Regions from separate parts of the Mus musculus genome. Here region 2 is linked to region 1. Evidence: chromatin contacts called from public Hi-C data. All regions are on one chromosome and are shown on one strand. Each heading gives the region's core, a stretch centred on a gene start, on an enhancer-like site or on the middle of the called end of the contact. The rest is flanking DNA. Distances are from core to core; before and after follow the strand shown. Region 1 has its middle 92 kb from the start of Gm31614. Region 2 holds the start of 2900052N01Rik (RIKEN cDNA 2900052N01 gene).

Region 1 (3,729 bases), core at 867-3,366:
TGGCTTAGGGCATGGAGCATGCATGTATATTTTGGTGGTTCATTCCTTCCTACTCACTAACCAGACTTCCACAAAGTATCCACCTAGAGCAGCTAGCCTGAGCGCCAGCCACCTTACCTACCCTTTTAGGGGCATGTAAACAATATCCTTCCTCCAGCACCCTGGGATCTCTCTGAGGGACCCCTAGAAACAACAGAACACTGGTTAGCTAGGACTATCTCTGCATCAAGAGATCCAAGTCCTGGTCAATTGCTCACAATAGAGATAAGGCCAAGTAGCTGCAGGAGTAGGGGAGACCTGTAAGCTCTGGCCTGGATCACTGGGAAGTGAAGAGGAGGCACCAGGTCCTTTAGGGAGGTGGAGGCATACTGCACTGGCCTCTTTGTCTCCAGCAGCTCCAGAGGCCTCCATTCCTGAGCCAGTGTTCAGAGTCCCCTGCCCCATTGCCAGCTAAGCCTGCACTGTCTCAGGACTGGTGACTCAGCAGCATTTTCTGCTCTTCTCAACCAAGGGGCCAGGGAGGCCATCTTCCCAAGCTCTGCCACTCCCCAGCCTGGACTGTCTACCAGCCTCACCCCCATCCCATTCTCCCTTCTCCCACTGGTGCCTCATTTCTTCATTCATGGGCAGCCTCCCTCTGAGATTAGGAGAGTTTCACCAGCCTGGTTGGGAGTCATAATAGGGCGTGGTGCTTCTGTTGTTTTTGGGAATCTGAACTACAGCTTGCAGAGACAGGAGAAGGGAAGCAGAGAGAAGAGAAAGAAGGGTTAGGAGGGAGAGTAGGAAAGCAGAGAAGAAAGAGTATAGAGAGGGGAAGGAGAGGAAGGCAGGAGAGGTGGCTACTGGGGGACAAGGTGGTTGAGATGTGAATCAAAATATGTCTTTCCTACCCAGATGGAAGACATGGGAGAGATAGGTCTGGGGAAGCCACTGTGTGTGCTGGTGTTGGGTAGACAGCATAGTGGGGTTGGAAGGAGAAAACAAATAGAATGAAAGTGATCCTCCCTAAAAAGGGGGGAAGGAAAAGAGAGGTGGGGTGAATTGCAAACTGAAGACAGAGAAGAGAAGGATGCGGAAGTGAGGACCTCTGAATCACAGGAAGGGATGGCCACCCAAACCAGAACCCTCAGCATGGGGGTGAACCTAACACACAGGAACATACAGGCAAGGGTGCACGGCAGTCTGAGGTGTGTGTCAGGGGCATCCTGAGCTGCTCTGCCCTCTGATGGGGTCCCTTGTCTTGCCCGGGCTCCTGAAAAGGGGTGGTCTCTGCAGGACTGGCTTTCCTGTGCCTGTCTACTGCCCAGTCCAGGAAACTTCCACTCGTGATTAGACGAGGAGAGGCCAAAATCTTCATTCCTCACACTTGTCACCCCAAATTGGATCTAACCGCCTCTCTCCCTGCCTCTCTCCCTCCTAGTTTCCTTAGTAACTGACAGTTCCCCAGTGAATGCCAGACCCTGGGTGACAGACCGCTGTCACAGTCTCTCTTCTGACTGTCCCTCCCCAACCCACACAGACTCACAGACTTGGGTGGGGGTGTGAGGATGCCAGGGTAGACGGGGGGGGGGTTAATTAAAACATGGGGGGATCATTTATTACCCCACCAAGAGGAAGCCTTAATTACTCTATGTGAGGCTGGGGCATGCCAGAAGAGGTGGCTACACAGGGGCACAGGGAGGAGACTAAGCCCTGTCTCCTTCCTCCTTCCCTCTCTATGAGTCTGTCTTGGGTGGGAGAGGTGTGAGGTGGGTCTGTAGAAATGAAGGGGTACTTGTGTGTGTGTGTGGGGGGGGAAGCGGAGGGTGAAACCCGATTGTGTTCATTAAGGCAACACAAAACTGGGAGCCGTAATAATAATTAAATTAATTATAAAAGCAATTTGCTTTTGAAAATTTGATTTGACAGCTTACTAGTGGCCGCACCGATCTAGCGGCTCTGGCTTAAAAATAGTTAGAACGACAACAACAACAACAACAACAAAAAACCCAACCAGATGAAGCAGCAGCTAATTTTAATTAGATGCTGGGTTGGTAAACAGAATTCAGCACCACCCTTTCATTGGGGCTGACTCTGGTTTACGGGATGTCAGGATTGGTTTGGGGGAAGGTAGGGGAGGAGTGGCGGTTTTCTTCCTTCTGAGAGCAGCCGCAGGCTCTGGAGTTCCAGGCACAAGTGCCAAGGGTGGGTTCCCTTCCTTCCCACTGCCTAGCCAATCTGCTCAGAGCCCCTTTCTGGGTTTTGTCCTGGGTGACCTTGGCAGAGTCTGCTGTTTCTGGGCTTGCTGCAGTTCAGCTGTGTGGGGCTACATGTGCATGTATGTGTATATGTGCATTCATGAGTGCTTACGTGGATGCAAGTGACTTGTATGTGTGTGTGCTAGAGAGAAAATTGTTTAGTATATATAGCATATTATATAGACTGCACCTACTGAAACACTTGCAGGGAGAGGGAAGTGGGCCAGGCTGCAGTGCTGGCCACAGTCTCTAGAAATCTCTACAGTCTCAGAAGCAGAAGTTTTAGTGAAGGCCAAGGAGGCTGAGTCTGGCAGGCAAGTCTGCTGTCTCCCCAGAGCCTCAGGAGTCTGGGCACCCCGGGCCCCTTCTCTCCCAGGACAAGCATGTGTTCTGGCTCACCCGCCATGCTGTCAGTCTCTCCCACCCACTCCCTACGGTGTGCAGGGATTTGGTTCATCCTCAGTGCCACTGCCTGGCACAGAGCCCAGCATATAATGGGCATCCAATAAGTGTCAGCTGAGTGGAACAAAACCCCAGCCACCTGCACCCTCTGACCACCTCTTCCAGCCTACACTTGATCACCTGCCTCTCTCTCTCTCTCTCTCTCTCTCTCTCTCTCTCTCTCTCTCCTGGGTCCAGGCTCCTGCTTCCTACCACTTCTAGTCTTTGTGGCTGAAACCTTTCTCTCATTGCTTGGATTCCAGGCTCCTCCCCTCCCTCCCCTTCTGGCTTCCTCTCAACTCTGGTTGCCTCGGTGGTAGGGGCATAGTTCTGCCTTGTTTTTGTCATACAGGGACTTCGGCCATCTTTGAGGTATAGGGTGATCTTCACACAGAGGCTCTCAAGATGCAGCCATGACACAGGTTTCTGGATAGGTACATTCAGCTGGGGCAGGTATTTTTGGTTCCTGTTTTTCAGACAGCAGAGTTCGGTGCACAGAAAGGTTCTTCACAGCCCTTGCCTAAAATCTTCCTGCTCCTTCCCTGCGTCCCTCTCTCTCCTCTCCCATCCCCTCGCCTCCTCTCTCCTTTCTCAATAGCCCTTCCCCAGGTTTCCACTCATTTGTTCTCCCTCCGACCTTCCAAATTAGACTCTTAGCAAAGCCCTATGGTATTTGGCCTTAGTAATACCCCGTCTTCCTGCTTCCTGTCCCTCTCCCCTCTGCTGTTCTCCTCGGCTAAATAGTCTGTCCTTGCCCTCAAGGGCTTGTTCTTGTCACCTTGCCAACACTGGCATTCATCTGGAATCCACAGGGACATTCTCCTTGGTGCCCATAGACTATTTTATGGAGTTCTAGGTATAGGGTTCTAGGTGCTTGCCTATTAGCTATTCCACTGGGTCCATGGTGCAAATCTTGGCATGGAGCCATATTCCAGAAGGTATGGAGCAGGGACAGAGCTTTAATGGCACCAAGGAAGCCTGGGCTTCTCTACAGTGGAGAACATTCAAGGAAAGAGTACTGTAGGGGAAGGAGAATGGGTAGAAGTTAGGA
Region 2 (3,729 bases), core at 410-2,909, 180 kb after region 1:
GATTTAAGACCACTTTGTTCATAGTGGCCAACACAGGGCATGGTCTATGTGTTCGTCAGCATGGACCTGAGCTACATTCATGTAATAATAGAACACTAGACCTCAGCATAAGGACAAGATCCTGTTATACACAGTGAGTGTAGACTCCACAGTTATGGTCTTGGCTGTTGAGATGGCTATGTGAGAACATCATTCCACTGATGGGAAGTCAAGATGGGGAAGGCTGACCTATGGTGACGGAGGTCAGCACAGTGGTTTATTATCTACAGGGGAGTTGGAGGATATTTGCTTGCAGTGGTGTTCTTTTGTTTGTTTTGATTTTTTTTCTTTTTTTGAGACGAGGTTTCTCTGTATAATCCCTGAGTGTCCTGAAAGTAGACCAGGCTGACTTCCAACAAAGAGATCCACCTGCCTCAGACTGCTGGGATTAAAGGTGTGTGCCACCTCGCTCAGCTCCAGAGGGTGTCTTAAGGGCTGTAGACTGTACATCTGGTGGTGATAGGTTCATGTGGAGTTCATTACACTGCATACTGAAGAGCTTTTCATTTCACTGATTACATTATACCACAGTTTATAAAAGGAGTGACGAAGGAGGAGGCGCTTTCTTAAGAATTCCTTCTGAACTCCTGGCTCGAGCTGTACCTAAAGGTGAGACATCTGCACAGACAGCTTGAGTTACTCAGACACAGTGTGGGAAGCACCATCCTGCTCTCCAAACCCCACTCCTAGAAGAGGCCACACAGGTGTGCTTTATTGAAGTTTCTGGCCTAGCCTTGTATAACTGTGTATATGTGGAGGGAGGGGGTGAAGAGGGAGGGGGAGGGGAAGGAAAAGAGGGGGAAGGGAAAGGAGAGGGAGAGGGATGGGGGAGGGATATAGGGGTGTAAGAGAGAGAGAGAGGCAGAGAGACAGAGAGACAGAGAGACAGGGACAGAGAGAGAGAGAGACAGGGACAGAGAGAGAGAGGGGGGGGAGAGAGAGAGGTGAGAAATTGGGATGAGGTTCTTGTGAGGCTCAGGGTTCCCATCTTCCCCAGCACGGCCAACTGGATCAGATTAGAGGCACCAGAACGGAAGGAGTTTGAACACTTCCCAAGAGGGTGCTCCAGAGCCTGGGGTACTGGTCTCTTGAGACCTTAAGGTAGGGGTGAGGGGTGTTAAGATCAAAAATGCCTGTGCCTTGCAGCACGGGACACACCTGAATTTTTTCAGCCAAAGTTGTTAAAAAAAAAAAAGGTTCAAATGAAAGTTTTCCTGGGGATTACATAACACATGGTACACAGCCAGCAGCATGGGGAGGTGTTGTCAGTACCCTTGAGATGCAGGAATCCCTTTGGCTCCCAGGGCCCCTGATGCAGAGGAATTGGGATCTTGTGACTGGGGCTTACGTAGGTCAGTTTCTCACAGGGTCAGGCTTGGGAACACTCTGCATTGTGGCCTTGTCACAGAGGACAGATTCTCAAGGAGGAACAAAGGGGCCTGGGAACCAGGCCAGGGTGGAAAGCACCCTTTGGGGGGTTCTTTAGCACTTGTTAATTGGTCACCTCGTTAGCAGCCCATCTGCAGCAAGTGAGTGGTGCTGGGGTGCTGGGGAGGACCGTCCTGGCCAGCAGGGGCCTCACAGTCTAGTAATAAGGACACAGCAATTACAGGAACTTCTAGAGCCAGTTCTCTTCAGGAGCATGCCAGGCTGAAGCTTTGTCCTATGGAGAAGCAGAAAAGGTCAGAGGAGGAGAAAGAAAGAGCCCTTCCCGGTCAAGGAGCCAGCCAGGGAGGGAGACAAAAGGAAGGAGGCTCCATGGAGGTGAGGAGCTAAAGAAGAGGTGACATTTGGATGCCTCTCAGATGAGAGGCAAGAGATAGTGACAATGAGGTCACTAGGCAGAAAGAAACTGCTGAGGGAAGAGGGTCTGAGGCTTGGTACTGTGCTCCACAAGAGCTTGGGCATGGGGGAGGGGAGGGGTGGGGTGGGGTGGGGTGGGTGGGGGAGGGATTGTTTCCTGCAACCAGGCTGGGAACAAACCTTCTGCTGGTCTCAGTTTCTCCACACTGTCTGGATCTGATGCCCTTTGGGTCCCTCCATGCTGTGCAGGCATGTGAAAGGGAGGGAGCAAAGGTTCACATTGACCCCTTACTCTAGGGTGAAGTCCCATGACCAGGTCGGAGCAGTGAGCTGTGATCACTTATAGCGTCATTTCCAGGCCCAAGCATACAACAGTTCCAACCGTCGCTTCTCCCTTGGGATGAATTGTGAAGCCCGGGTCCTTGAAAGGCTTAGGGGTAAAAGAAGCTTCTGCTGAGCTTATGAGATACTTGTAGGCACAGAAATTCCCCTTGGCCTATTTGTTTCGGGCTTAAGTATAGCCTGGCCTGACCTGGCCTGACTGGTGGGTCCTTGAGCTCCAAGTTTGTGGAGGAGAGCTTTGATGAGCAGCAATCCCAGCCTGGGCCCTGGGTCTGAAGCAAGTGTGGTCTGCACAGGCTCCCAGGCTGTGTAGGTACTGGGAAGTCCCCTGCTTCTGTCATATCTATGTAGGCCTGCTCACAGAGCCTGTACACGGAGAATAAAGGGGCACCTGTTTACTTGATCAGATGAATCCGGGGAACTGGGAGAAATGGCAGTCTGTGAGATCTGAGCCCCAAAGATAGGGTAGAGAGATTGGCTAATCCATGAGTGAGCCTGGCCTGCCCTGCCTGGTTGATTCCTGCAAGGAATGGGTGGGACTACAAGCAATCCTTGTCCCACCTTAATACCTCAGAGCCTGCCTGGGCTTGAACTCCAGGGCTGGATGGAAGATTTTCTCCTCACTTCTTGACCATCCCTGGAAGTCAAGGTATGAGGTCAGTCCCCCATGGAGTCACCTCTCTCCCAGAGAAGAAATAAGACCAGCACAATAAACTCAAGCTCTGTCCAGACAGCTTTAGAACCACTATGTGAATGTATGTATGCATGCTTCTGTGTGTGTATGTGTGTGTGTGTGTGTGTGTGTGTGTGTGAGAGAGAGAGAGAGAGAGAGAGAGAGAGAGAGAGAGAGAGAGAGAGAGAGATTTTCTTCTGTTATTTCTTTCCTTGAATTGCATTTTGGAAAGCATGTCACTGCTTCCCAGGGGACTGCAGCTGGGAGAGAGAGGAGGAAAGGGGGTGGGGGGGGGGTGCGGGTGCGGGGGGGGGTGCAGGTGTTTCTTCAGAGAGTCATGGATGAGATATGGCACCAGCCTACTTTCTCTCTTTGCCGTGAGCCTTCCTCCTGATACTAATACCGCCTTCCTCTACTACTCTTCTGACAGCTGAGTCTGTTCCCAAGCTCAGAGCACTGTTTCAGGGTCCTTAGCTTCTTGTCTCCCTCACCACCCCTCCACCTTCATCACCTAAAGCAGCAGGTATTCATTATTTAAACAACCTATGCCTCTGAAGTCTTATTTATCTAACATCTTTCCACAGCATATGTCAAAATTTATAGTAAGTGCATTCATCCCATGATAAACATTTGGCTTTGCTGGTCTAGCAGAGGCAGGGCTAATTAGGGAAAGCAATTCCCTTGTTATCTGAAGGGAGGTCAGTACAGCAATTAGCATCCTCACGGAGTTTTCAGAATTGTGACTTGGAGGCTAGGGCCTCTGGTGCCAGGTAGGGAGGAGAGAAATTGGCAGGAAGGAAAGGAGAGCCTTCCCCCAGAAAGGTCTGGAAAATTGGAGCCGAGCTGTGGAGATGGTGTTCTGGATTCCCCTA

The links. Hi-C and Micro-C count contacts between places; a contact is called where the count stands out from the background.
Region 2: a Hi-C map of forebrain shows a contact between it and region 1, with 2.7 times the contacts expected there. The contact joins the promoter of 2900052N01Rik here to the enhancer-like site in region 1. A contact is called at or near these places in 11 of 484 Hi-C or Micro-C datasets (astrocytes, cerebral cortex, cortical glia and 6 more) and 5 of 115 datasets of contacts at active chromatin or transcription factors (astrocytes, embryonic stem cells and neural progenitor cells).

Annotation. Positions count from the first base shown.
Region 1 is chr9:46,736,080-46,739,808 of GRCm38.p6, forward strand. No RefSeq gene overlaps it. Among named protein-coding and RNA genes, the nearest start is that of Gm31614, 92 kb to the right of the region's middle. Within about 2 kb of position 2,117, at least 15 of the 459 cell types and tissues checked have an H3K27ac peak or open chromatin away from gene starts, as enhancers often do. A contact at or near this core is called in cortical neurons and forebrain, where this site is marked.
Region 2 is chr9:46,911,944-46,915,672 of GRCm38.p6, forward strand. 2900052N01Rik (RIKEN cDNA 2900052N01 gene) reads left to right here and starts at 1,660. Exons shown (of 4, transcript NR_015605.1): 1 at 1,660-1,803.